Regions from separate parts of the Mus musculus genome. Here regions 2, 3, 4, 5, 6 and 7 are each linked to region 1. The links are chromatin contacts, called in public HiCAR-type, HiChIP or PLAC-seq and promoter capture Hi-C maps. All regions are on one chromosome and are shown on one strand. Each heading gives the region's core, a stretch centred on a gene start, on an enhancer-like site or on the middle of the called end of the contact. The rest is flanking DNA. Distances are from core to core; before and after follow the strand shown. Region 1 holds the start of Ergic2 (ERGIC and golgi 2). Region 2 holds the start of Ints13 (integrator complex subunit 13). Region 3 holds the start of Med21 (mediator complex subunit 21). Region 4 has its middle 18 kb from the start of 4930479D17Rik. Region 5 holds the start of Stk38l (serine/threonine kinase 38 like). Region 6 overlaps Ppfibp1 (PTPRF interacting protein, binding protein 1 (liprin beta 1)). Region 7 overlaps Ppfibp1 (PTPRF interacting protein, binding protein 1 (liprin beta 1)).

Region 1 (3,962 bases), core at 405-2,904:
TTCATATATAAAGAAGAATAGATTTGGGTTAGGAATAAGACATGCCGGGCGGTGGTGGCACACGCCTTTAATCCTAGCACTTGGGAGGCAGAGGCAGGCGGATTTCTGAGTTCGAGGCCAGCCTGGTCTACAGAGTGAGTTTCAGGACAGACAGGGGTACACAGAGAAACCCTGTCTCGAAAAAACAAAACAAACAACAAAAAAAGAATAAGACACAAAAGCCACTTGAGGTACATGTGAACCTTAGAGAGTAATATTAGTTTCTCTTTTGTTATTAACTAGCTAAAGCTTGTCCCCAATCTACGGAGAATTAAAAGGATGTCATAAAAATATAGTTTGAGCATTTTAACCCTACTCCTAAACCTCTCTTCAATAAATGAAACATAATGGGATGGAGTCTCTAAAAAGCAGACTGTTTCCCATATATTATGCCACCAATAATATGAAAATTAACCTATAAAGTCAGGCAGGTCTTCCTGGCAATGTAGTTCAGTGGTACAGCTTCACTTGTATCAGGCTCCAAATCTGATGCCAAGCACCAGACAAAACAACAAAACGAAGCAAAGAAAGAGAAGCATTAAAGAAAACCAGAGAAGCTAAATGATTGATTCATTGGTTAAGAAGTTTCACTCTTCGGGAAAAATTAACTTTTATGCTTGTTAGCTTTTAAAATTGTTTTTCTAAAAATAGCAGGGTCAAATTATTTAGTTTTGCTATGTTGTGAAACCCAACTCTCAGGGGGATCGTTATTACTCTAAAGGAAACGTGCCCTGGAGACAAAGGATCAGGTGTAACTAAATGAACAACAGTCCTGCCTTTATCCAAGCTACAGCCTATACACTGTAGACCTGGGTATGGAGACGACAGGGAGGAGCTGCCGATAGATTACAAGTGAGGTAAGTTTGCATTTTAGACATGTATCAACACATTATTATGCCCATTTGACAGATGAGGGGATAGAGATACAAAGAAATGCAATATGCTCAAAGTCACGATATTAACAAGTTAGATTGGATATTTAATTTAGGTAATCTTGGCTTGAGGCTGTGTTTATTATCCACGAACCTTAAGTCAAATAGGAATTTATGATTAATTGGAGTAGTCTTGAAAGTCTGGAGATTAAATTGCCACCAGAGTGCATGCATTTGTCCTTGGTTTGAAGGATGAGGGTCTCTTTTCAGTAAAGGAGTATACACACAGTCAATCTGTAGTCAAGATCTCCCAGCCTGTTTCTCTTTGACAGCTCTTAACTACTCTTTACCTCCCTCTTAAAACTCAAACCCTTACCTACTAACCAAGTAAATAGTGGTATTTCTTGGCAATAGTATTGTGAAGATTAGAGAAAACAGTGCTTTCTGTGTAGACATTCGTCATAAGTACGCTTTCCTTAAAACTGTTTTTAAACCACAACGCGTGCCTGTAAAATTTGGTAGCAAATGGGTAGGACGGGAGCTTGAGTGGGTTCCTCTCCAGCATTTCGGAGCCAACTTTTTTTCCAAAGCCCCTCTATTCCGTCCTGTGCTGTGAAGGGCCATGAGCACACACTGTCGGGCTTTCTTGCGTAGCTTACTTTTAGGGAATCCTTAAGCACACTGACCGAATAATCGAAACCGTTCTCCACGCCCGACAAGGGAGGTTTAGGTGTTGTAGACCGGAATAAATGAAGACGCAAAGCCGGAGGCCTCTCAACCACCTGAGCTGCAGTGTGGCCGGCGCCTTAAGGTGGCTGGTGATCACTTCCGGTCTGTAGTGCGGAGCGCCGTTCCAGTCGGTTTGTCTCGGGGTCAGGCGGAAGGTAACTTCCCCTTCCTGGAAAGGGACCGGCCTCCTATTTTCACTTAGTTTCCACGTAGCCACGCCCCTTTCAGGTTGACCGCGCCGCTTGATTAGATCACATACCGTCAACGCGGAAAGTATCGCGAGTTCTCCATTTGCGCTCCCTTCGGACATGGTCAGCCGTGAGAGTTGCTCTTGTTCTCGCGAGATCTTCGTGTGCGCCGGGCTCGGGCGACCCGGGCTTCTGTGAAACATGGCGGTCGGCTGGGACCGTACCACTAGGTAAGACGCTAAAACCCTGCCGGGGCCGTTTCCTTCGGCGGTTACGGGCGGACGGGGACCTGGGCGCGGCTGAGGGGGCTCCCAGGCCTGGCACTGGCCTGTACTCGTCGCGGCTCTGCGGAGCAGCTGGCCGCGGAGCCGCTCCGCTGCCCGGGGGCGTTCCTGCCGAGTGCCGCCGGCGTCCGCGCCCGCGGCCAGGGAGCTTCGGTGATCGGCCGCGCCCTTCGTTGTCTCGTCCAGGCTGTCGTGGACAGCAGCGACCCTGCCAGCACCGTGGTCACTCTCGCCGTAAATTAAAAGCCGGGCCTAGAGAGGGGCCGGGGCGGGCGCAGACGCCGAGGCAGGTGGTGTGTGTGTGTCCCGTTTGTCAGCTGTTGACCCATCCAGGGGATGACGGCTCAGCTCCTGATACGGGACCGCCGTGGGTATCGTAGACGAGATCTCGGAGATCTACGGGCAAACGTGTCATTAACTTTAGGCGTGCAATTCGGTGCCCTAGGCTATAGGCAAGTAACAGCTGTTTCGGTGTTTCGAGATAGGCTTTCGTTCGGAAGCAATTAAAGATAGTTAAATTAGGCATTCTTCATTGGTTTGAAGTTGTAATTCCGAATTTCACTTCTCCAACCTCCAGTGTACGTCCGTACCTAAAGAAACGAGTGTGCTGCTGCCTTGCGGAAGGTCTCTTTGCCTACCTTTCTTATTAGTTAACCTTAAGTTACTATTCCAGCTTGTAGAGGAAGATCCTGAGAAATAGAAATTCCATGCTTTTGTAGTGAGGGTCCTGGGAAGCAGCTTTCTTTCAGATAGTAAACTTGACTGCTTTGCTGAGTATTACACCTGATTTCACTTCGGAGGTACACATTAAAGAAACATGGCAAGTTAGAGGACTTCTGAAAGGAAGTCACTGTAGTCTAGAACATGAACAACAAAGATTTACAAAACAGCATTTATTTTCACCAGGGTTTGCCATTTAAATAATTCATTTTTAAACAGAAGTTGGTTTTAGACTGTGTGTGCTACAAATTCTTTTTAATAGTTTTCCTAGATTTTAATTTGGTGTTTTAATGACAGCTTGTCTTTTGACTTTTGTGCCCTAGTTTCCTCACCAATAAAATGAGAATCTTATAGTAATACTTACCTCAAAAAGCCAGAGAAGTGCTTCAGTAGAGACTGAAGAAGATTTGTTTTTTTCGAGACAGGGTTTCTCTGTATAGCCCTGGCTGTCCTGGAACGTACTTTGTAGACCAGGCTGGCCTCAAACTCAGAAATCCGCCTGCCTCTGCCTCCCAAGTGCTGGGATTGAAGACATGCGCCACCACTGCCCAACTAACACCCCACTTCTATTTTGATTAATAACTGGCAGCCCATATGTCCTACCCTTTTAGATAATAATCTGGAAGGAATTCTGAGAAGTTGAAGACCCTCAGATTTGTCATAACAGCTAGTAAGAAGTCCCCAGCAAGAGAGTTTGCTGATTGGTTTGTGTTTTTCCGGTCACAAAGCTTGTACAGTATATTACTTGCTGTCCCAGGAACTTTTTTTTTTTTAAATCATTAAGAAAGTTATAAGATTAGACCATTTACTGTAAACTGGGAGGCTTAAAATAGTGGAAGGGCCCTGTTTTCTCAGAAGGCCTGGGACATGGTGCTTCTTTGGTGTTCTGGCTTCTGAGCAACCCAGGACAACAGGTCACTCTACTCTCTCTGTATAGCATCTCCCTTGTATATTGGGTCTTCACACAGACTTGAAAGGACATCCATCAGTCTTTAATTTGGGATCGTCCTAATCCACTATGATTTCAACTAAGTACGTTTTCAAAGACTTTTTTTAAAAATATATTTTATAAATAGAAGGTGACTCAAAACATTTGTAATAGAAGATAAATTGTTGTTCTCTAACATCTA
Region 2 (3,962 bases), core at 578-3,077, 1.6 Mb after region 1:
AACCTAACCCAAACCAGTTATTTCTAACATATGGCCAAGAGTCGGTAAAATTTTTCTTATGCTGAGCACTATCAAAAACATTTGCATCACATAAAATCCTAGTTGTCAAACATGATACTAACATAGAGTCATTTGAATACATAGGGTGTGTGCATGCATGTGCTTTTGATATTATATACAATCTCCAACCACTAACAACAAAAGTACAATTACATAAGTGTTAGGAGTACATGACTGCTCATGTTCAAAGCAGGTAAGTAAAGGCTTTTACCCTAAAAAAAGTTCCTTTAGGTTCTAATATTCTGACTTCTAAGAGACAGAATTTTTATATCAAATTCTTTAGAATGACATTATAAATAAATATATATATGTGCGTGTATGTGTATATATATATATATATATATATTGCTTGCTCTGTGCCAACACTGAGATAGCATTTGTTTTAAACATGAATAAGACATGATTCCAGACTCAAGTTCAAGCTGGCAGGAGAGACAGGTAATTGAACAAATAATACATCCTAATGAATACTGCAAAACTATGTCAAGAGCTATCCGAGTTCATTGTACTGTCAATGTCACCGGAGGGAGTCTAAAAAGAATCATCTATGAATTGGGTTTTGATAGATGATAAGACAGAAGGAAAAGCAAGCATTCTAGCAGACTATATGGACTCACATGGCACAGTGTTTGGAAAGGAATTAGGGGTGGCAATAAGATGACACTGAAAAGGTAAAATATGATGAGATAGGATGGTAAAAAACCCTGATGAATCGATATGCTTAAATTAGAACTTGAAAAAGTTTCAGGCGAATACATGTCACAGTAAGTATGGAAGGCTGAGGCGGGGACACCGGTTTGGGGTGGAGGAAGGGCAACTGTAACAGTCACAGTGAAAGAAGCAAAAAAACCTGGTGCAGTGTGAGTGGAATACAGAACGTAGGCAGTTCTGAGGTCCGTGTTCTGGAAAGGAGGACGGGAAGAAAAGAGAGTCCTCACTCTTGAGGAGCAGACACAGATGCTGGTAGCAATATAAAAAGCATGTGTCTTTCAAAGAAAACCTTAGAATGGGATAAAGAAAGAATGCGTGCAGACCACACACACCAATAAGCATCCTGTCCACACACATCACTCTGAAAGCAGAGAACTGCACTGTTCTTGAAAATGGTGGAATGCACACACTTGGAGCTTCTGAAACATTTGTCTGGAGAAAACCAGTTTTTCAACTTGAAACCGAATTTGGAAGGCCGCTGAGGGACTCAAACGATCCCAGCAGCTCCCTCAGGACCGTGGCTAAGTCCCAGGCGCAAACGCGGTCAAGTGTGCTGAGGTAAACTCAACAGTGACAAGTCCCTCAGGCCACCGCCCACGGAGCTCCCGAGTGGCAGGAAGGGGAACCCGGAAGGGGTGTCCCGCGGCGTGCAGGCCCAGGGTTTTCAGGGAACTTTCCGTACCTCAGTTCCCGGCAGGACCTCAGGGAGAGCACGGAGAGAGGAAGCCCGGCTCAGAGGCTCGCCCACGCGTGTAGTTATTCCACTGCGCTTCAGTCCCCCTGGGGCGACGACCACCCGCGAGGTGGAGTGCCCACGGAGTGGTCTCCGCGCCCTCGCTGCGCCTGCTCAGCGAGCGGACGCACAGTCCTGCTCACACAGCGGCGGGACGTACGGGAAACCCACTCGTCTCGGCCCCATCCCGGGCGGACCAGAACCTCCGCGACCCGCAGCCGCTGAGCGACAAGCCTCGCGAGACTTCCCTCTGCTGGTTCCCGAAGGCCCCACCCCCGGTAAACGGCTGGCCGTTGATTGGAGAACGGGGAGGGGGCGGGGCTTCTCTCCTCGCCCCCCTCTCAAGGTTTTGCTCTGCCGCTCGCACACTCTCGCGTGTTTTCCGAGGGGCTACCGGCCCGGACTGGAGGCGGAGAGGGGAGGTTGGGTGGGTAGGCTCTGCCTGTCCAGAGCCGAGGCTGGCTTGTCCCGGCCGTGGCTTAGTACTTTGTGGGGGGATCTCTCGGGTCGTCCTGACCGTTCTTCCCTACGGTTGATTGGGAACAAATGTTAAAGGCTTTTTTTTTCCCCTCACTTGCTCCGCCCTCTTCCGGTTCGGCCTCTGGTGGCTTCTAAGGAGAAGGGAAGATGGCGGGGCTGTGCGAGAGCGCCGTGCGCACGCGCGAGTCCGAGTGCGCTCTTGTGCTTGCACGCGCATGCGCGCGCCCCTGCGTTTAAGCAGCCGGAGTGTTGGGAGATGAGCCGGGCAGTCAGTCTTCTGCGGGTTGTACCAGACCGACTGTGCGCCGACTCCCCACCCACCCTCGTCCGCCTTCTCTCTCAGCCTCCGTTCATTCACTGCAGGACCAGGCACGAAAGTAAGCGAACCTCGATGCCGAGGTCTTCCCCATCCACTCACCTCGTTCGCCGCCCCCCACCCCCCTTGCAGTCAGGTGTGTGCAGAAGGTTTGCAGACAGGGACTTTGGCGGGGAGGGGCGGTGCGTTCCAGAGCAGCAGGAGGTAATAGCGGGACCCTAAGGTGGTTTGTTACCTTGAACACTTGCTGTTTCCCAGGTGCTTTAGAATGTAGGTTTAAAAAAAAAATTTTTTTTTTTTTGGTCTGTAAAATTTTAGGAGCGAAGCAGGGCAGTGCACCACATGTTCTGTGTTTATAAGAAAAAGTTTTAGAAGTGTTTTCTCTTCGCCAGCATGGGATAGCATCTGCTTGTTGTGGTCTACGTGGTGAATTACTGTAGTGTATTGCAAGTGGAGGGAGAGGATGAGTTTGAAGCCATAGAAAGACGCAATATGCAGTTACCGTAGGAGATGTGTGTCTATTTTGGGTTGTACTTTTGCTGTCAGTCTTTTCCTGTTGATTTCCCTTAGCCCCTAACAAGGATCACCATAAATACATTTGAGGAATTAGATCTGTGATTTGTAGGCATAAGAATCAAATACAATGTGCACAGATGTTTTCTTCTATTTTAAGTGCTTTGTAAAAGAAAAAAAGAAGTATGAACTAACTTCATTTGGTAGATAGACTGCATGGTATGATGTGGCATATTCTTTGAACTGGCACCATTACTTTGGCCTTTTTTGCACAAAATTCTCAGAACTTAGGATCCGTATCAAATCTTGAAAACACACTTAAGTGAGAAATCATTTATGATAAATGTTATGTGTCATCGTTTTGACTAGTTTGTTTATCCTTTTACAGGTTAAAACAAAATGAAGATTTTTTCTGAATCTCATAAAACAGTGTTTGTTGTGGATCACTGCCCATACATGGCAGAATCCTGTAGGCAGCATGTGGAGTTTGATATGCTGGTGAAGAACAGGACCCAAGGCATCATCCCTTTGGCTCCCATCTCCAAATCCTTGTGGACTTGCTCAGTAGAATCTTCCATGGAATATTGTAGAATAATGTATGACATATTTCCTTTCAAAAAGCTGGTGAGTGTTATGAACACAATTGTGATGGGATGATGTACTTAATTAACTGTGTCTATAATTATTATGTGAATTTACTGTAGATTTATAACTGTATAGTTCAAATGTATGTAGAGCTGCCCTTTATGATTAGTGCAGTGTTGGTATTTAGTTGCAGACAGCAGTAATGATGGCGCTGAGCACTTACAAGATCCAGGTGTATCCCAAAGTACTGTATACCTACTGGCCTCTCCAACAGTCCAGTGAAGTATGTACTATCTATACATGTTAGGCCATATATAAAGTATGTTGTAAGCATGGAACAGGCACTGAACTTTGAGAACAATTGGGAATGTTGAGGTTATTTTGTAGCCCTGGCTGTCCTGGATCTCACTTTGTAGACCAAGTTGGCCTTGGACTCACAGAAGTCCACCTTTCTCTCAAGTGCTGGGATTAAAGATGTGAACCATTTCCCCAACTCCAAAAAACTAAGTTTTTGTTGTTGTTGTTGCTGGTGTTTTGTTTTTCTTTTCTTTTGTTTTCATCAGT
Region 3 (3,962 bases), core at 476-2,975, 1.6 Mb after region 1:
TTGCAAAACAGAATGTACCTTGGTGACTTCATCAACATTTAAGAGATAGCCCCTCAACTTTAAAACTACTTTATTTACACAGAATAGACTAGTCTTCCCACTAGTAGATACACAATTTCAATGTACTCTCAAAAATGATGAATTACCAAGAAGCCTTGTTATAACATTCCTGTTTAAAAAACACTGTCCAGAGAACTAGGTATTTAGATTTTTTTTTTCAGCAGGCATATACTGTGTAGGCTCTTCTACATCAAACTACAACCAGAATGACACTAAGAGATTTTAATTACCAATGGAAAACTGTTGCACTATTTTTGTTGTTGTTGTTTTGGTTTGGTTTTTTTTTTTCGAGACAGGGTTTCTCTGTGTAGCCCTGGCTCTCCTGGAACTCACTCTGTAGACCAGGTGGCCTTGAATTCAGAAATCCGCCTGCCTCTGCCTCCCAAGTGCTGGGATTACAGGAATTAAAGATGTGGGTCACCATTCCAGGCTCAGTATTTAGTTTTCCATTCATGTACAATTAAGCCAGAATAACAGCCAGAGGCGACAAAGTTAGAGAAGCTAGCAGTTTTCAGGAGCTTTTGTTGTAGATTTTGATTACTGGGCTGTTTTTTTTTTTTGTTTTTAACGCCAATCTGGTCTCCACAGTGTGCAGGTCAGCCAGAGCTACACAGTGAGACCATCTCAAAACAAAACAAAAATCCCTCTTGTGTACATTCACTGTTCTGTGGTACTGTGCTGTAAGAGCTTCACTCCACCTATAAGAGCCTCTTAGGGAAGATCGTAAAGCAGACTTAAACAAATGCAAAGAAACGGAGAGGCCAGGATCTGGCCTCTTCTAGACGTTACTCTCCAACCATTGGTGCTGGAGTCGCCAAGAGCGGAGGGAGGAGTGAAGGCCTACAGAAAGCAAGGCAAGCTCACGCCCTGGTCACTCATACACCAACCTACAAACACTCAACACTTTGTTGTGGTCTTTTGTGTTTTGTTTTCTGAGATGGGCTATCAAACTGGAGCTCAGGCTGGCCCGGAGCTCGCTGCAATCCTCCTGTCTCAGCCTCAGAGGTGGAATCACAGGAGAAATCCGTTTGGCAGGTTGAAATTGAAACGCGAGGGAGGGATACACACAAAAGTGCTTAGGCGTGTGCTGCCCCACAAAGGAAGTTCTAGAAGCATCCCTGGAACTTGAGTACTCGCTTCCTGGCTACCTGGCCGCAGACCTTGAGTCTCCTCAGGAGAGGCCGTCGTCGGGTCCCCTCCTTATTAGCGGCCACTCGTTCCCTTCCTCAAGTTCGCACCTCACCAGAGGCCCCGGGTCCCATGGCTCTCAGGAGAGACTGGCAGGTCCCACATCCTCTCAGGAGAGACCCCCGGGTCCCACCTCCCTTAGGAGAGACTGGCGGCTCCGACCTCCCCTCAGGACAGGCCCCCGGGTCCCGCCTCCCCTCAGGACAAGCCGCCCGGCCCGGTCTCCCCTCAGGACAGGCCCGTCTCCTCAGACCCCGCCCTGTGGACTACGTGAGACCCAGGCCTCACGGGGTGCGCCGCCCGCGGCGACCTCAATCTGCGCGCTCCCCGGGGCCTTGCCTCGCCCCTTCCTCCTCTCTCCGCGTCAGGAAAGCAAGGCTGGCGAGCAGAGGAAAGCCCTCACCGAGTTCACAGCGTCCTGCAGCTGAGTGAGTCTATCCGCCATGTTCACCACGCACGCAAGGGTGCGCAAAAGCTGCTAGAGCGCGAGCGATTGGCCAATTTATGACGCCTCCGGACCAATCACAGGCCTTCCTCCTTGAGGGGCGTGGTTAAGGAAGCATGCTGCCGGGGAGGGGCGGGGCCAGCCTGCGGGCCTGCTGACGTCAGGCGGGTGGGATCCAGGGCTGGTGTGGGGGAGGAGGGACGCGTGCAGGCTGAGCTGCTACGGGTTCGCGTTTACGCTGGACCGAGCCTGTGAAGGGAAGGTGCTTCCTCCATTCTGTCTGTTAGCTCTGACGAGGCTATGCCTCACGGTGTAGTCCTGGCTGGCCTGGAATGTGTTTTGTTTGTGAGGGGTTTTGTTTTTGTTCGTTCGTTTCTTTGTTTTGTTTATCTGGAACACTTGTTTTCCTTTGCTTTTACTTTGCAGGTATACCACAAAGCATACTCGCAGCCCGCCATTCACAACATTTAAATTCGAGAAATTAACATTCTCCAGGAAATCAAAATGGCTAGAAAAGGGTGGCTAATTAGTTTGGGGCAGGAGGTGCTTACCCAACTGGAGACTAGATTAGTGCTTTAATTCTGAGTGGGAGTGCCTGGGGGAAATGGAAAGCATTAAACAGCTCTGTGATGAGGAACGGGTGATAAGTAAAGTGAAAAGGAGGAAGAAGAGCATTTGAAGGTAGGAGGTGCAAACTCTGTAGACCAGGCTGGCCTCGAACGCAGAAATCTGCCTGCCTCTGCCTTCCAAGTGCTGGGATTAAAGGTGTGCGCCACCACGCCCGGTCTAGGCAGGTTCGATCTTAAGAAAGATCAGCTTCAGAATGTAAATTTAGAACTGGGGCTTCCTGACAGTTTTCCGTGTGAAGGGTGATAGCAGAAAGGTCATTTCTGTTAGCCTGGGGATATTCTGATGGGAAGTGAGTCCTGAATCTGCAAATACCTGGTTTGTGGAACTCAGACAAACTGTTTATCATAGTTTCCAAGATGATCATTTCTGGAGTTGGAGGTGGGTGGGTATGTGAGCCTGTTTTTTGTTGCTACAACTGAATAGCACAGACAAGCAATTACAAAGAACGTTTACTCCCTACAGTGTTCTGGAGGCTGGGAAGTCCACTATCAAGGTGGACTGTCATCGTGAGAGAGCCTTCTTGGTGAATCCTAACAGAGGAGGACATAACAGATGAGGAGGTTGGGAGGTATCCACCAGAGAAGACTCCTCAGATGTGGTTTAAGCCAACAGATAGTCATGATTAGCCAGCCATCGACTATACTGGGTATTCAGGATCCCAGCCTTCCTCAGGGTGAACTTTCTAGCACAAAATTCGTATCTTGAGTTGACATGACTCAGTTAACAAAAATAGTTGGGTAGAAGTGTAACTACAGAAACCAAAAAGCAAGGTTAGTACATTTACAGACTTTCCCAGAACTATGGACTTTGATATGGACTTTTATTTTCGTTTTGGCAGGTGGTGCTGCCTACATCCTCAGTTTTATGATACTTCATCGTAGAGTAAGTTGTGCTAAAATCCGGGCCTGTTACAAGGCAGGGCAAGAGAGCACACGTCAATCACATTATAGCCCATCAACATGAATGGGCCCTTAAGGGGACCTGAAGATCCCAGTCACTTTCCAAAGGTCTCAAATCCTAGTAACACATGACTTTGGGATTTAAAATTCTAGTAGATGGAATGGCATTTTGAAATCGAGGAAATAATTTTGAGGATCTCAGCTTCTGGGATATTTTTTCCCACTCGTCTATAGGAAGTTCCACTTGTGTTTCACATCTGTCTTCATTTCCACCAACAGTGTACTTTACCACTGTGGTCAAACTGGGAACCTCCACAGGTCTTGCACTTCCTCTTACAAATGAAATTGACAGTTAGGTTTGGTAGCACTTGCCTTTAATCCCGGTACTTGTATCTCTGAGTTTGAGACTAGCCTATTCTATACATCACGTTCCAGGGCAGCCAGAGCTACATAGTGAGACCATGTCTAAAAAAACCCCAAAAATCTGGATGGGTTAGTGCACATCTTGCACACAGACATACACACAGACAAAACTCCCCTATATAAAATAAATTTAAAAAATTTCTCTACACAAAAGCAAAAAAATAAAAGAGCAGACAGAAAAGAATGAAAACATTTTAAAATTATTTATTGTGTGTGTGCATTATGTTTGTGTGTGTGATATGTATGTGTGTATATGTCACAACGTGCATGTGAAGGTCGTAGAACATTGTAGAATTGTTCTCTATTATAGGTGAGTC
Region 4 (3,962 bases), core at 425-2,924, 1.5 Mb after region 1:
TAAAAGCTGCACCAAGGAGGCTGCTGCTCGCTGTAGCTGCACCAAGGAGGCTGCTGCTCACTCTTGAGAATTTCAGTCTCATTCAAACAAGGTGAGATTCTGGGGATGATGCTGGGGTGTAGCTGCTGTTAGTAATAAAGGAATGAACTTTTCTAAATCAATGCTTCAGAACTATCTATACACTTTAGAACTATAGCAATGTGATGACCTGTGACCTTTCCAAACCGACTGATTCCTTCAGCTGGTGAGAAATATCCCAGAACATCATACATGCTGCTGCTCAGTGGTCCACCCCCAGATGTCCCAATTTTGCTTCAATGCCCCTCTCCTCAGCCTCCACGTAAGACCACATGCCAGTATATAACATGCATTCTCTGAAAAGTGGCTGGAAAACTCACGTGCTCAACTCACGGAAGCGATCGTTGTAGCTCCAGCCAGCCACCTCCATGAGCTCTTGGACCTGTGTGCTTGCTTCTGATAGTTTCCCTCCTTTTTAAGCCTTCTGATTGTCCTTGTAAAACTACATATACATCCTCTACTCTTGGGGTAAGCTTCCTTTCCTTTGGGGCGAGCTTCCTCTCCTCTTGGGGCGAGCTTCCTCTCCTCTGGTTCTTTCTGCTCTCTAGCGGAAGTCAAAGTCATTCACTGTTCAGTTTCATCAACCTCCAAATGAAAGTTTGCCGGCTGAATGCATCCACCAAGAACGTATACAGGTAAGTCTAAAACACAGTACCACGAGGGGCTCCCTCTCTGTGTGTGTATTTGTGCGTGCTCATGTATATGTAGGTGCGTGGGGGTACATGTGCACGTGTGTGTTCATGTGTGTAGATGTCAGAGATTGGTCTCAGGTGTCATTCTTCAGTGGCCTCGCATCTTGTTTTTTGAGAGAAGGTGACTCATTTGATCGGGACCAACAAGTTTGGTTAAGCTGAGTAGGCATCGAGCCCAGGATCTTATAAGGAGGTGACAAGTGTGCACAGCCATGGCAGCTGGGGTTTTGAGACAAGGTGTCTTCTCTGTGTAGCTTTGTGACTGCTGGGGACTGAATCAGGTCCTCAAGCTTGCATGGCAAGGACTTCACCCACCGAGCCGTCCCCTCAGTCCCTCTGCATTAAAGAGCACCTTGAGTCTTTGGAGAGGTGAGCACAAGACTGGAAAACCACCATTCGCTTCCAGAACGAAGACACACAAACTGTTTGACCCTTTCTGCTGGTACCCATAACTAGGTTCGGGAGCTATATTGAGAGATAGCATTTTTCTATGAAAACTGTCTGGCCAACCCTGAGCTCTTAGATCAAAGAATGTACTAGAGTCTACTCCATACCTAGCATCTGCATAAGCTTTTGGACATAGATTGCTTCTGATATCCCCTCTTTGCCTTTTAAAATATATGTTGTGAATGGCCTTGTGAATACATGCCAGGGTCTTCCAAGTGCAGAAGGGACAGACCAGTTATGATGATGTACATGAACATAGACGTGCTGGGATTCTAACTGTGTGATACCAAACAGACTAACTAACTACCAGGGCTGTTGGTGAAGTCAGAGCCTAAAACAATTAGGCAGAGCTAAACCAGACCAGCATAACAGACTTCTGAACTGGCACACAGCATAGACGGTGGTTCTCTTTATGTCCAAATATAGATATTGACTCACACAGTCTGGGTTACCATCTGAGGGCAAAATGACATCATCCAAGCAGGCAGAATGACATCATTCTGCCAATGTTTCTTGTCTGTCTGGCTTGGGGAACCAGGCGCTTTCAGTTCCTATTTCTCAGGATTTCCATTAGTTCCTCTGAAACACTCTCCTCCCTGAGAGAGGCTACATCAGCTTCTGCCTATCTTTAAATTTCCTTCATGTTGCAAATATTTTTCCATGTCTGACATGGTCACTGGTTCCCACCCTGTCTGTTCTGCAATTGATCTCAAAGGATGCACTAAGAGTGGTCCCGTGGAAACAGCCCAGTAGGTTTCTGTTTTGTTTTTCCTGGAACTATGTATAGTTGTTGAGCTGTTGACAGGCTCCCTTCCCCACATCTTCCCATGCTTGGCTCACAGTCCTTGAATTCTGTAAGTCTCTTCTTAGGAGCCTTCTCCTCTGTTTTCCTCTAGAAGTCGTCTTCAGTGTTATGTGTAGCTGCATCTCTACCCTCTGCTCTACCCACAAGCCCAGCTGGGCAGCACATCCCTGTTTGCCCACATTTTGCTCACCGTGCCTGTTCCGAGTATGAAGAATTGGCCCCCCGGGTTATGGCATTGTTTAGGCTGTGGAACCTTTAGGGGATAAAGCTGGAGAAAGTGGGTCATGGTAGGCAAGTCTCAAGGTTCTATCATCTGGCCTCACTCTCTCTGCTTCCTGTTCCTCCAGGTTGTGAGGCACCAGTCCCAGCTGCATATGCGTGCCACCAAGCACCTCTTGCCCTCAAAACCCTCCCTTAGGAGAGACTGCACTCTCAAACTGGAAGCCAAAACAACCCCCCCCCCCCGCCTCCCTTAGCTCACCGTTGCCAGGCAGTTTGCCACAGTGTAGCAATGAGCCAGTAGCTAAAACACTAGCCTTCAAGCCAACCTGTTCAGGTCTCCGCCCCACCCGTGGGCCCTCTATTTTCTTGGTTGTTTTCAGGAAAACACGCACGGTATACTGCAAGTCTGTTGAAGGCTTCATTACTTGTTCTTAGCAAGTCCTTCCTACTCCTCTCCCACCAAGGTGCCTTGCTGCCCTTGCTCGTGCCTCTTTATCACTCAGCTCTGCCTTCTACAAAAAATCCTATAAATCAGCTAGGCGTGGTGGCGCACGCCTTTAATCCCAGCACTTGGGAGGCAGAGGCAGGCGGATTTCTGAGTTCGAGGCCAGCCTGGTCTACAAAGTGAGTTCCAGGACAGCCAGGACTACACAGAGAAACCCTGTCTCGAAAAACTCAAAAAAAAAAAAAAAAGAATCCTATAAATTCTTCAGGATACAACTCAAGCACTCTGCTGCGGTGTTGTCTTTCTCTGCACTCTCCTGCTGGCCTGGGATACTGGGAAGCCGAGGCTTCCTCACTGTTTCCATACTTTTATTTTCTAGTTGACAAATGTAACAATTTGTTAATTTGTTACACGTGTAACAGTTCTTGTATTGTAGCACTCTGAGCCTTGCACCTGGCTCCCTAGTACCTTGTACCAAAGCCCCACCAGCACCACCTTACACAGTGACTTCTGGAGAGCTGTGACTTCACTGTCTGTCTGTTCCCATCCCTGCCACGGACCCACAACTTTGCAGGTCACTTTGCCCTCAATAAATGGTTTTCCCACTGAATCAAACTTACTTTTCAAAGATAATTGGTTGTTCTGCTGCCTAAAGTGCATGTGTATGTGTGTTTGAGAGACAGAGGGGAAGGCCTTTATCACAGATCACTGTATCTTGGGTCATTTTTAGATTTTTATGAAAAAAAACTGTCTTCCATCTGTTTACATCATTAAAGTGGAGACGGAAGGTGGCTCCTGCTTTCTTATCCCCAGGGCCCCCAAGGGCAGGTAGCATCACTGCCTGATCATCTAGTCAGTGTCTAACTTCGCTCTGGACAAAAGGCTCACTGAATTAAGTTGTATCAATTCTTCTACAACAGGAGGGTGTCATTTAGTAAATTTCTTCTTCTAGATTAAACAGAGCTTAGAAATATGTTACAATGAATGCCTGTAAGCTTTAATTTTGTTCAGCAAAATAAATGGTTACTTGAAAATATGGATAGCTCACCTCAAACCTGATGGAGCTGGTCTGCCGATGGCAGCTGGAAGGGCACAGCTTTTGGTCTGTCACCTGCCAGGGAAGGCCACCTTCAATAGTGGATGACACCCTCCTCTGACCAACACATTCATGCCACGGCACATGCACATTTGTACTCTCTCTCTCTCTCTCTCTCTCTTTCTCTCTCTCACACACACACACACATAGTTACTCACAAAATCAATTAAGTACAGG
Region 5 (3,962 bases), core at 910-3,409, 1.5 Mb after region 1:
CAATAATATCCTGGCAATCAGCAGAACCTTTACCTGGAGATTGAAGTGCCCTGTAGCCTGTATATGGCAGCACTGATCATGCCTCACTAAATACTTCCTTGGGACTTGAACAGAAACTGTTGGGGGAACAAAGAAGAAAGGATAGGAGAATATACCTGCTTGTTTAAACACAACTCTGCTGCCTTAAGCTTGCTTTCATCATCTCACTGAAAGAGACCATGGTGCTTTTCATATAAAAATTCAAGGGCAGGCTTTCTGCATATGTCTAGTCTAACCCAGTCATAGCTTGCCCATCTGTTGATTTGAAAGTAATGCTAGGATTCTCAAACAGCAATATGCTTGCTTAACTGGTCCTACATTTATGGAAAATAAACTCATTTAACATTACAGCAAGATACAAAAATCCTCCTGGCTTTGGTGTCTTCAACTTTTCCTAGCTCTGTGAGAAGGCACTTGCTAAGGCATGTTACCAATTCTACTAACAAGATGTCACTGGTCTTTGAGAGAGTGGAACTTTTCTAAAGAAAAATGGCCAAACTGAGACTAATGCTTTATCATTTTGGTTTTTTATCATTTTCCTTTGTTCTTAATGTCCCACTTTTTGAAATTAAAATCTAGTATTTAAAAAGCTGCAGAGTTTGGTTTTTGAGAAAGAACTTAAAGTTGGGTGGGTAGAGAGGAGGAGAGGATCTGGAAGGGCTTGAGGGAGAAGGGACTATGATCAAAATATATTTAAAATTTAAAACTGTTTTAAATAATAAAAACTGCAGAGAACACCTTTTTATTTAGACAGCCTTAGTTTCTATTCTTTGGCTTATTTGTAAGCAAACTCAAGAAAACAAGTGCTGAGACTTCCAGTATTCTATTTAATGTGGTTTTTCTGAGTCTAATTTGTTCATTACTTAACAGCAAGGCCTTTCAAAAGAGCACGGAAACTACACCGAACTATGCTTCTCATTCTAAACACATCCCAACAAATGGGATGCCTAATCGGGCCTCTAACTAGGAGAAAAAACGCTCAGCAGAGCGAAGGCAAATACCAAACTTTTATCCCTTGTACTTCTTCTGAGACCAGGATTTTCCAAATAAAAGTACTTTTATGACCTCGCGCAATATCATAATTTATCGTATATTTAACTAAATTATCTCCCCAAATAGACACAAGAGCAACTAACTCAAATAAAGTGCCTCTTGGCCACGAGGGAAAGAGCATAATAAACTTAATTGTTTTATATATCCTGAGGCGTAAGAGAAAAACCTTTCCATTTAGGCTTGTGCGTGAGACATCAAGACAACTTGATATGCAAATTGCAAGGCTTATTGACTTAAAGTAGGGAGACCTGACCGATTTAAGCCACGACTGCCAAATAAGGGGTAATCACCACCTTAAAACCATTGAACTTTGTTCGCCTGGCTTCTTGGCAGTCGTGTGGCTAATACCAGAGCCAAATCCATAAGTGGCTTCTACCGAAACGCGTCCCAAGTTGCAGAGGAGCCGGAGAGCGCGCCGGCTCTGCACCGAGTGAGTCCCGAGGGGCGGCAGCAGCGCACCTCTACACCAGCCGCTGCTCCAGACCCACCTCGCATCTCTTCACCGCGTTTCTCCAAACTTCGGGACCCAAGAGCGACCCCGCAACAGAGAAAGTAGCATCGGTGACAGGGACGCCGCGGCTCGGGCACAGTTTGCCGTCGCTGTGCACCGGCAACTTTGTGCCGGCGAGCCGTGCCCTCTGCGTCCGGAGGGGACGGGAAGGTGGGCCCGGAGCAGGACGCGCGCGGGGCTGGCGGCTCCGCTCCCGGTACGCAGGCTGCCGCACCCGGCTCGGCGAAGGCCCCGGTGACTGACAGGCGGTGGGGGCGCGGCCCCGCCTGCAGCCCGGGGACGCCGCGCACGGCCGCGGTTCTCCGCTCCGCCAGGGACACCTGGGCTGGGCGCCGCGGGCTGTACCGCGCCAAGCCCCTCACACCTCCCCGCAGCGAGCGCCGCCCTAGCCCCGCGGCCCTGCCCCGCGCCGGCGCCGGTGCCCTCGCCCGCTCTCACCTGCCGGTGTCGCCCGCGCCCGCTCAGCCTCCTCCTCAGTCACCGCAGCCCGCGGCGCGCGTCTCTCGCGCCAGGCCCCGCCTCGTCCCGCCCCGTGAGGCGGTGCCAAAGCGGCCGCGCCAGAATCTCGCGAGACTTGATCTCCTAGATTTTTTTTTTTAAAGGGGTCGCCCCTGACGTCATACGCACCCAGGCGGAAGTGTCCTTCTGGCGTCAGCGCCAGTACCGACCCCCACCTTCGCGGGCGGAAGTGTAGGTTGGTCCAGGAACCTGAGCTCAGTCTAATCACTACTGGGCGTTGTAACGTTCTTGTCTCATGGCCCTCTCCAGTTCTAACTGGTTCTGCCTGACCCTGAGAGAGGCCTGGTGTGATGGAGCTCTCCTCAAGGCAATGCAAAGATGGCTCCATAGAGGAGAGATCACCAATGTAGCAGCTCTGTGACTTCCACGTCTCTATAACTGAACCCGAAAGGCTTAGGAGGATTTAGAATTTAGGAAGACCACAAGAAACTTACCAGCATACATGAAAATTTGCTAAACTTACCTGAAAAATCCCAGAGCAGTTGACAACATAACATACAGCATTAGGCTAGAAAATTGTCGTCGTCATTGTCTCTTCCCTTCGCATCAAAGGTAGGCAGGCAAACTTCAGGACCCGCGGACTAGCCAAACACTATACACTGTGTGTCCTACACACACCTACTCTTAATTTATACATCCAGCACAGTAAGAGATTAACAACCGAACCATAGATTTAAGCAACCTCAACAACATTTACTTTAAAAAAACAAACAAACAAACAAACTTTGACGCCAGGTACAGTGTTTCATGCATGTAATCCCATCACCAAGGAGGCTGAGGCAGAAGCTGCGGCAAGTTTGAGACCAGCCTGGGCTACATAGTGAGTTTGAGCCCAGCTAGAGCTACAGAGTGAGACCCAGTCTTAACAATACAAAAGCAGGCTAAATCTTATCTTTGATGTAGACAGCCAGCTGCTCTTGTGCTTTGGGGCTATTATGAAATAAAATGAGGATTATTGGAACAAGGACCATGCCTCCCAGGGGGCCAGGAGTTTCACATACACAACATTGACACTCCAGAGGAACTGCTAGCGTCCTGGGAGCAACACAGTGAGGGGAGTGAGAGACTTCATTGGCTACTTAGAACGGCATTTTCAGTTTAAAACTGGTGAATCATTTATTTCTGGAATTTTCCACTTCATAATTTTGGAACATGGTTGACTGTGGGTACTGCCAAAGTGAATCTGTGGATAAAGGGAGAAGAGTGTGTGATATTTAGAAAATCACTTTCCCATGGAGAACACAGGGGAGAGTTTTGGGAAAGTGACAAGAGTTTTGCTTTTTAAGATAAAACTGGTCTTTGAGTAAGACAAACCAATATTCCCAATCACTATTAACAAATCCATTCTTGGAGCCGGGTGTGGTGGCGCACGCCTTTGATCCCAGCACTCGGGAGGCAGAGGCAGGTGGATTTCTGAGTTCGAGGCCAGCCTGGTCTACAGAGTGAGTTCCAGGACAGCCAAGGCTATACAGAGAAACCCTGTCTCGAAAAACAAAAAAAAAAAAAAACAAAAAAAAAACAAAACAACAAAAAAAAACAAATCCATTCTTCAAACAGTGGGATTTTATGAAATACCCTTAGCTTTTACACTATTAAAACAATATATGCAAGGGCTAGAGGATGGCCCTCTTCTGCTCTCACAAAAGGCCAGAGTTAGGTTCCCAGCACCCACAGCAGATGGTGCACACCTTAGTAACTCCAGTTCAGGAAATTGGATGCCCCTTTTCAGCTACCAGAGGCACCTACATACATGTACATGTGCACACTTACACAGAGACACATATATACAATGTAAGGGTCCAAAAATCACTGAAGGAAGAGCCCAGACTCAGATAGTATG
Region 6 (3,962 bases), core at 518-3,017, 1.3 Mb after region 1:
CCACAACTTCCAAAGTACAGATGACAGAGGTTGGAAGGGTCAAGTTCACCACAATGAGCTTCACTCACCAATGCACTTCATGTCAAATGCATATATGCGGAGGGAAGTAGACACGACACTTTAAACAGCTCACAGACTCCTTAGTCATAGTAACTTAGAAAAGACTGTCCCTGGTCATTGGGTGCTGTCTGCTGTTATCTGAGGCCCTTGCAGGATTTACTCATGCCAACTTGGCATTCTCTTTCTGCAATAAAAGATGCTGGGACACAGGAAGTCAGAAGGGGATCTTCATGCCATCAACAGAGACTCAGCTAAGGCAAACACTAATGGAAGCTAATCACTCCATTAACTCCATCAGCCAAGCAGCCAATAAAACACAAAACAGCTGGCACGCTCCACTCCTGCATGCACCACCCCTGCCTTGTTTCAAAGGGCTGGAGCCAACATGACTTCAAGTGACTACTAGCACAGAGCTGCCTGCTGGGTTCCTATCTCAAGATCATGAACCACTCTCTCCAGTCCTTCAGGGCCATCAATAAATAGTCAGATCAGTATCAGTCTTATTCTTCCTTTCTCTCCTCATCAATTTCAACTTTCCTCACTGTTACTTCCACTTCTACCTCCGTCCCCAAATATCCACTCTAACTTCCAGTCAAACTGCAAGACTGGAATTTTAGTGAAACAGTTCCAACTGGCCAATGGCACAACATTTTACAATGTTCAAGCCTCAGTCTGCAGCAGTCCCAAGATTTGGCCAATGACCCCTGAGCATTAAACATGTAAGGGAATGTAGAAATCACACCAATTTACATAATCACTGATGCTTACTGTATCTATGTCTTACCTATGGAATGTACATGCCCTAAATTATATTATAATTCTAATTTATGAACTTATATGTATTACATGAGGAAAATTTCCCATATCCTCTCCATTCCTACCAAGATGCAGGAAAGAAGATGAGAAAACCACACAATAGATCCAAGCTCCAAGATCCAAACCAAGGCTGTCAGTCACCAGCTCAGAAGCTCTTTCCTGTAATTATAACTCACTTTCTATTCAAATACTGAGTTAATTCACTGCTGAAGTGTAACCACAAGGCTGAAGATGACTCTTTTAGAGAACACAGGTTCACTTCTCAGCACATACATAACAGCTCACAACTATCAATAACTATGTTTCAGGAGATCCAATGCCCTCTTCTGGCCTTTTTGGACATCAGAATACATGTGATATACAGACATGTATGCAGGCAAAACACCCATACACATAAAATAATAATAAAAAAATTTTTTAATTAAACACAATCATGGCTTCAGGGACTAAAATTAAATAAATAGAGCATAAAGGGGATTCCCAATGAATGTCTTTCTTTAACTCTGCAGAATAAAAAGCATATTGGCTTAGAATTCTGAAAGCATAAACTATTTGGCTTAATTCATTAACATGCAAAGCCTGAACATACACACAATAGAAGTTAAATGACAAGATAACCTCATGTGGAATTCTTCATGCAGAGACTTCCTATTAGTGCCGTTCTCTTAGGTCATAAGGGCTTAGCACCAGCACCAACCAAACCTGACTTCTACACAGCATGATAACTTAAGCTTGATATTCTTTTCTCATGATTCTGTTAATAAAGCATGGAAAAGTAACAACTCTTTAAAGGATGCCAAAACTCTTAGCTATGTGCAAAGGAATGACTGAGCTATCACCCTTCGCAAGAGCTGTGTTTCACGTGAATAAACAGACAAAACACACTTTGCCTTGACTATGAGCACAGTCCTAAGTTCATGATGAACTCAACAAAACAGAAAGACCTGTGAGGAGCAGGTAACTTATCCACAATAGAAAGGGGGAAAAAAAAAAAAGCACTGAACAGGGAAATTTTCTCACATCTAAATAAAATATTTGAAAAAGAAAAGAAAAGAAGAAAAAAGAAAAATTCACTTATCAGATATTCTAAAACTTTTGAACAAAAAAGAAAAGTTGCATTTTTTTTAAATTGAGAACTAAGACATAATCTGCTGAACTCCCACAGAAAATGAGCCACGTATTATGATAGGCATCTCAATTTAATCCAACAATCCTAAAAAGCAAAGTTATTTCATGCTACTGATGAGAAGACAGAGCTCGGGGTGGGTAAGGAACAGAACTGTAATCCTAAAACAAGAGCACCCTTGAATAGAATCCTATTCTATCCAAGGTACAACTGATTCCAAAACCTAAGATATTGGAAGCTGCACACTACCTACTAGTTCCACCAAGGAATTCAGGACCCTGACTACAGTGACAGGGCTGCTCCTAAGTGGAGCCCATCAGCCCTGGAGTCAGAAGCTCTGTTTTAACAACACTTCCATTGAGTGATGGTTTCCTCCCAAATTAATGGAGATGAAGATGGTATTTAACCTCATAACATTGAGGTAAGAAGCAGCTATAAAAGCCGCAGTGAAAGGCCTTACCAAAACAGCCAAGTGTTCCATAATGTTACCTCATCTTCAAGCTTGGGGTGGTACAGCTGATGAGCAACTGAGTGCAGGTCCAGGGCCCAGTTAAGACCACACCTCAGAGCCTGAAGGGGAAAGGGCCCAGGCATCGAGGAAACCTGTCACAGCCCCTGTTTCAGCTACCTTCCCATAGATAAAAAATTGATTGTGGGATAACTCTATACAAATCGAGGCCACAGTTTGTTGAATGGACTCCTGGTCATAGTTAGTTAGCCAATTTGGAATCAGTGGAAGCCTTCAGTAAACTCCCTTCCACCCAGAGGCAAGGGAAATCAGAAACAAAACCAATCATGCAACCCTTGACCCAGTAAGAGCCTCATCTTCTCTTGCCAACTTTCCCTTTTGTATCCCATATGTGTGCATGAAGGTTCTTTATCCCAGGACACAGTGGGGACACAGGCACTTGAGGTCAGTCCTCCACAGGAAACACTAGTCATCTCCTTTGAGATATAACTTTAAACAATGATTACATTAAATGGTCACTTGCAGAGCAATAGGAGTTCACTGTAACATTGACTTAAAAGATTTGTAGATGTGAGGTAGAAAAGAAAACAATAAAAGAAGAATGTGGCTCAGCAGTCAAGAGCATATGTTGCTCTCGCAGGAGCACAGCTCAGGTCCCAGCACCTCACAACCATCTTAACTCCAGTTCCAGGGGATCCAGCATTCCCTTTTTACCCTCCTCAGGCACCACATGTTTGCATGTGCCTAAAAACCACACACATTTATACATAAATAAAATAAAAATTAAGTCATTGAAATAAAAAGTTAGATAAGAAAACTAGGTAAAAATAGGTATAACATATAGAGGGCAAATAATATTTAAAAACATGAGCTAGAGTTGAAAGAGTTAAAAATGCTAATTTACAATAGATAAAATGGGACAATAACATGAAGAGTGTTAAGATACATGAAGCCTGTTGTGGGTTTTCCTGATGCTGTTTGTATTCTGATATTAATTCTGCTTCCTCAAGAGGGGCAGAAGAGGACCAGAGGGGAAGGAGAGAGGACAGAATAAGAGGAGGAGGAAGCCATGATTGAGCAGAACCATGTGGCCAGGAGAAACCACAAGTAGCAAGGGGTCTTATAGCTGGGGAATAAGTTAGTATAGTGTTAGGTCTGCCCAGTCTAGGCTTATATCTTAAATAACTGGATTGAGTGGTTTTTATACAGGGTTTATTGTGGTTAGAAATTCCAGCAACAAAGCCCTTAGTCACATATGCACATCTGATCTCATTAACAGCAAATATATAAAAAAGAAAAGGTATCTTTTTTCCTTTAAAAAGCCCCAAATATGTGGAGCTGGAGAGATGGCTCAGCGGTTAAGAGCACTGACTGCTCTTCCAGAGGTCCTGAGTTCAGTTCCCAGCAACCACATGGTGGCTCACAACCATCTGTAATGGAATCTAATGCCCTCTTCTGGTGTGTCTGAAGATAGCCACAGTGTACTCATAT
Region 7 (3,962 bases), core at 659-3,158, 1.3 Mb after region 1:
TCTTATGTTTTAATTATTAGTAACATGAATTTTCAGTTAAAACTTGTATTCAATTCCTACCATTTGATTACACCCTACTTGGTATAAAATTTAAAAAGCACAGAATCTTTCTAAAGAACAGACTTAGAAAAGAGGTTTATTAATGTTCTACAAAATAAACTAATGACATGTAATGACCGATGCCATTGGACGCGCACAGGTGAAAATCTGAGGAAGAAAATCTGAGGAAGCCAAAATGGAAGAGCAGCTCACAGCTAAAGGCAGTGGCAAGGCCTACCAAAGAAGGGAGACTGGGTTAGACCATCGGTTCTCAGCCTTCCTAACACTGCGATGCTCTCATACAGTTCCTCAGATTGTGGTGACCCCCACAACCATAACATTACTTCATTGCCACTTCATAACTGCAATGTTGCCGCTGTTGTAAATCATAATATGAATGCCTGATATGCAGGATCTCTGATTCATGACCCTCAAAGGGGTTGAGACCCACAGATTGAGATCTGCTGGGTTAGACAGCTGTGTAACAATATAAATTTCCCTGTATCTAAGACAGGGCTGGGAGAAGCAAGAAGAAAATCAGCCACAGAAAACTGAATAGTGTGGCCAAGATAGTGTTCAGCAATATCCATGGTTCCAGTGCACTGGAGTAGAGAGTATCTGGAGGGACAATGAGAGAAGAGTCTAGAATGATACTTGACAGCACTGGCAAGCAAGCCAATAAGCTTTGCTAACTCACTGTCTTTGAGGTTTTCCAAGCCAAGGAGTAGCCTGGCCAGAGCTGGGCTTTCCACAAGGTAACAGGGACACATGAGGAACCAGAGAAAGACAAGGAGAAGATATCTCTGGCTAATTTGTAAGTAAAAGCCTTCCAAGAAGATATGGAGAGCAGCAGCGAAGTTTTAGAAGGAAAAATGTCACTCTGAAATTGAACAGGAGCCATTGAGGAGCTGGGTGAGTGAGAGGGAGATGAAGTGAGTCCTGTTCCACAAGGTGGAGTTGGGTGAGGAGTACTAACAGCAAAAGTACAGCAAACAGTGATTAAAAAAAAAAAATCTTTGAGATACAGTATTTGGGACACAGCAGGGTGGACAAGTAAAACCAGATGGTAAATTTATGTTCAAAATCAAAAATTCAAGTCAATGCAGTCTCAGATCCTCAAGACCAAGTCATGAAGGTAACAGCTAAAGCATTAGAGGAGTGAGGAGATCCTGGGGACATGAAGGGAATAAGGAAAAGGTAGGGAGTGGCATCAAGAGGGGAGACATAGACAATAAGAATAGTCAAAGTATGTTATCTTGTCTATAAAAAATACACAATGAAACACACTGGTTTGTTCAATTAATATCTGCAAAATAATGTAAAAAAGCAAAGGCAACAGCTGAGTAGGGTGGTGAACCCCTGTAGTCACAGCACTTCAAGTCAGAGATAGAGGATCAGAGTTCAAAGGAAACCTCAGCTGCACAGATCCTGCACACATGGCTACTTGAGACACTGCCTCAATCAATCAAGAAAGCAATGAATGAAAAGCCCTATAAAGCCAATTAGGCATGAAAGAGAAATGATGAGGCCCTGAGGACCCAGGTAAGCAGCTGGGGCTGGGAAAGAGGAGACGGAATCATTCCCATTCTAACAAGGTAAGATGCTTGTCCAACCAACGGAGACCAACAGCAAAGGTACAGAGAGCACCAAGACCGTTCAGGAGTAAGGGGGCATGTTAAGTGTCTTTATGTAGAGAAAAGAAAGTTGTGGACAAAGGGTTAAACCCCTGAGACAGGATGGTAAACACAGAACACCACAAAGACAAAGAAAGGGTGACAAAGAAAGATGCTGAGGTGGCAAAGGAAAGTGACTGTTTGGTGGCCTACCCAGGATGATTTTAACATGATCAGATTTCACACAGAAAAACAGACGTTTGAGTTTTCCAGATAAAACAGAGAGGGGAGCAACACTAAAGCCAAGTTCCCATGGGGCAAAGGTCAAACACACACACACACACACACACACACACACACACACACACACACACACACACACACACACACACACACTGCACTTACAGTCCCTGCCTCTTGTCTCATTTCTTAGATTTTTTTTTTTTTTAAGTTATCTCAATGCCTTCTGGTGGCATTTGAATATGTGACCCCTGGCCTGGATCTTTTCAATAAATAAAGGAAATGATATCATCCCTAGAGAGTAAGTGGGGATTGCAGAAAGAGACTTAAAAAGGACGGGGAAGAAATCATAACAGCTTCAAAAAGTGGGTAGGAAGTCAACAGATTAAAAAATCAAAAGACTGCTGTCTGTCCCTCTGCCAAAGAGACTACAGTGAATCGTCACTTGGTCCAGCAGTACCCACAGTCTGAAAGCAGAGGTCACAAACAAGACTAAAGAGTCTAGGGTGCTAGTCAGGACCTTGGTGAGGACAGTGGCCATTGCCAATACCTAGAAAGGTTGACAGAACTGGTGACCTGGGAAAAAGAACAGGAGACTCCATGAGGGCAGAGATAAGCACGAAGGAGGGACCTGGAAAGCAGGAAGATTCCCCCTGGAGGCTTTCTGGCAGCAAGTTGCAAATAATATCTGTGCAAAACTACTAGATGACAGACACATCAAAGGCTCCACAGAAGACAAAGTGGAGGCCTCTGAAGAACAGCACAGCAGGGAAAAGCTGATCGTGCAGTCTCCCTTCATTTACCTTCACCTCTTAACATTCAACTTCTCGAAAACAACTACATCCTATTTCTACCTTATTTAAAAGGGGGGAAAACAAGATGAGGCTTGGCAAACTGTGCTGAAATAAGTTCACAGAACTGTACTTGTGAAATGAACCAAATGGGTGTGTTCTGTTCTGCTGCTTTGATGCAGGGATTAGGCCCCTGGCTTTGCCCACTGCACATGTACCACCCCACGGTGCCACACCTACCAGCCCCAAGGGAATGCTTAAGAAGACTGTTCTTAAACTACGCTGCTGATTTACTCTCAAACAGTCATAAAAAGTATATTGGTTCTTCTTATGTGCAGAATGGTGCCTACCTACAACCACCTCCAGCTGAAACCTAAGCTTACCAAGTCAACATTCCAGACCTATCACATGCAGCTAGAATCAGAAGGAACTAACGTTTATTACTGGCTCATCCCAGAAGCCGAACTCTGAGGTCTACATATCCCATAAGCCCACTAATGTCTTTAAAGCTCATGCCCCAAAATGGGAAACTAAACACAGACTTCTCCAAAGTTCTACCAGCTTCCAGAATCTGATATTTGCTTTTTCAACAAGAACGGACTCAGCATCTGTTCTTTTATCTTCAAATTAAACTTTTTAAAACTGAGGCTCGGTCCTTTAAAGAAGGCTCAGTGGGTAAAGGTGCTTAACACCAAGGTAACGATCTGGGTTCAATCCCAGGAACTCACAAGGAGGAAGGAGAACCAACCCCTTCTTCACATATGCACTATGATGACCCATGCACAAGAGTGTGTGCACACTATATTTTTTAAATGTATTAAAAAAAAAACCTCCCAAATTGTGTTTGTGTTTTTAATGAAACTAAAGCAATCTCTTTAACAGTCTTAGAATATAAGTTAACATGAGCCTTTTTTTTTCCCCAGTACTAAAAACTGTGGTATAAACTAAACAGCCCAGCCCAAATCCAAAATACTCTGAAAAAGTCTGAGCAATTGTGATGCTCAGCCCAAAAATCTACACAAATATTCAAAAAATCTGAAGAACTCTGAACTCTGAAGGACATACGATACCAAGCATTTTAACAAGAGTTTCCTCCCAGAACACCCATTTGGAAAGGCTCAGGAAAACAAGAAGTAACTGTGCCCTTGTTTCATGGCCGAGGAGATAATGCATGCCCAGAGCCCAGAATCTGAAAGGTGAAAAGGCAGTTGTAACACTTAAGTCTCCTCATTATGCCCGACCCTCACATACCTGACCCTATCCTTAAACCAACTACCTG

Evidence for each region. Promoter capture Hi-C pulls out the DNA fragments that hold promoters and counts their contacts. HiCAR-type assays count read pairs that join an accessible place to other places. HiChIP or PLAC-seq counts read pairs in DNA pulled down with a chosen protein or histone mark. Capture Hi-C pulls out chosen DNA fragments and counts their contacts.
Region 2: a HiCAR-type map of astrocytes shows a contact between it and region 1, with 6 times the contacts expected there. The contact joins the promoter of Ints13 here to the promoter of Ergic2 in region 1. A contact is called at or near these places in 4 of 39 promoter capture datasets (hematopoietic stem and progenitor cells, hippocampal neurons, liver and 1 more), 5 of 115 datasets of contacts at active chromatin or transcription factors (astrocytes, embryonic stem cells and extraembryonic endoderm stem cells) and 2 of 9 other capture datasets (embryonic stem cells and liver).
Region 3: a promoter capture Hi-C map of liver shows a contact between it and region 1, with 3 times the contacts expected there. The contact joins the promoter of Med21 here to the promoter of Ergic2 in region 1. A contact is called at or near these places in 4 of 39 promoter capture datasets (embryonic stem cells, erythroid cells, hippocampal neurons and 1 more), 4 of 484 Hi-C or Micro-C datasets (B cells, embryonic stem cells and muscle stem cells), 7 of 115 datasets of contacts at active chromatin or transcription factors (astrocytes, differentiating embryonic stem cells, embryonic stem cells and 3 more) and 2 of 9 other capture datasets (adipose tissue and liver).
Region 4: a contact with region 1 is called in a promoter capture Hi-C map of pre-B cells, with 2.4 times the contacts expected there. The contact joins the enhancer-like site here to the promoter of Ergic2 in region 1. A contact is called at or near these places in 4 of 39 promoter capture datasets (embryonic stem cells, hippocampal neurons, pre-B cells and 1 more) and 4 of 115 datasets of contacts at active chromatin or transcription factors (differentiating embryonic stem cells, embryonic stem cells, extraembryonic endoderm stem cells and 1 more).
Region 5: an H3K27ac HiChIP or PLAC-seq map of extraembryonic endoderm stem cells shows a contact between it and region 1, with 8 times the contacts expected there. The contact joins the promoter of Stk38l here to the promoter of Ergic2 in region 1. A contact is called at or near these places in 4 of 39 promoter capture datasets (erythroid cells, hippocampal neurons, neutrophils and 1 more), 7 of 115 datasets of contacts at active chromatin or transcription factors (astrocytes, embryonic stem cells, extraembryonic endoderm stem cells and 3 more) and 1 of 9 other capture datasets (liver).
Region 6: a contact with region 1 is called in a promoter capture Hi-C map of liver, with 3 times the contacts expected there. The contact joins the enhancer-like site here to the promoter of Ergic2 in region 1. A contact is called at or near these places in 4 of 39 promoter capture datasets (3T3-L1-derived adipocytes, hippocampal neurons and liver), 3 of 115 datasets of contacts at active chromatin or transcription factors (astrocytes, extraembryonic endoderm stem cells and large pre-B cells) and 1 of 9 other capture datasets (adipose tissue).
Region 7: a promoter capture Hi-C map of liver shows a contact between it and region 1, with 2.8 times the contacts expected there. The contact joins the enhancer-like site here to the promoter of Ergic2 in region 1. A contact is called at or near these places in 4 of 39 promoter capture datasets (embryonic stem cells, hippocampal neurons and liver) and 2 of 115 datasets of contacts at active chromatin or transcription factors (embryonic stem cells and large pre-B cells).

What each region holds. Positions count from the first base shown.
Region 1 is chr6:148,210,066-148,214,027 of GRCm38.p6, reverse strand. It overlaps Ergic2 (ERGIC and golgi 2), which reads left to right and starts at 1,654. Exons shown (of 14, transcript NM_026168.4): 1 at 1,654-2,058. 4732416N19Rik (RIKEN cDNA 4732416N19 gene) reads right to left here and starts at 1,740. Exons shown (of 2, transcript NR_015615.1): 1 at 1,598-1,740.
Region 2 is chr6:146,575,700-146,579,661 of GRCm38.p6, reverse strand. It overlaps Ints13 (integrator complex subunit 13), which reads left to right and starts at 1,827. Exons shown (of 18, transcript NM_138757.2): 1 at 1,827-2,361; 2 at 3,202-3,437. The coding sequence starts at 3,213. Fgfr1op2 (FGFR1 oncogene partner 2) reads right to left here and starts at 1,751. Exons shown (of 7, transcript NM_026218.2): 1 at 1,454-1,751.
Region 3 is chr6:146,640,342-146,644,303 of GRCm38.p6, reverse strand. It overlaps Med21 (mediator complex subunit 21), which reads right to left and starts at 1,725. Exons shown (of 4, transcript NM_025315.3): 1 at 1,652-1,725. The coding sequence starts at 1,693.
Region 4 is chr6:146,673,068-146,677,029 of GRCm38.p6, reverse strand. No RefSeq gene overlaps it. Among named protein-coding and RNA genes, the nearest start is that of 4930479D17Rik, 18 kb to the right of the region's middle. Within about 2 kb of position 1,674, at least 107 of the 459 cell types and tissues checked have an H3K27ac peak or open chromatin away from gene starts, as enhancers often do. A contact at or near this core is called in pre-B cells, where this site is marked.
Region 5 is chr6:146,723,127-146,727,088 of GRCm38.p6, reverse strand. Stk38l (serine/threonine kinase 38 like) reads right to left here and starts at 2,159. Exons shown (of 14, transcript NM_172734.3): 1 at 2,042-2,159.
Region 6 is chr6:146,902,661-146,906,622 of GRCm38.p6, reverse strand. All of the region lies in intron 1 of Ppfibp1 (PTPRF interacting protein, binding protein 1 (liprin beta 1)), which reads right to left. Among named protein-coding and RNA genes, the nearest start is that of Ppfibp1, 16 kb to the right of the region's middle. Within about 2 kb of position 1,767, at least 5 of the 459 cell types and tissues checked have an H3K27ac peak or open chromatin away from gene starts, as enhancers often do. A contact at or near this core is called in liver, where this site is marked.
Region 7 is chr6:146,926,732-146,930,693 of GRCm38.p6, reverse strand. The region is part of intron 1 of Ppfibp1 (PTPRF interacting protein, binding protein 1 (liprin beta 1)); the gene reads right to left. Among named protein-coding and RNA genes, the nearest start is that of 1700034J05Rik, 26 kb to the left of the region's middle. Within about 2 kb of position 1,908, at least 26 of the 459 cell types and tissues checked have an H3K27ac peak or open chromatin away from gene starts, as enhancers often do. A contact at or near this core is called in liver, where this site is marked.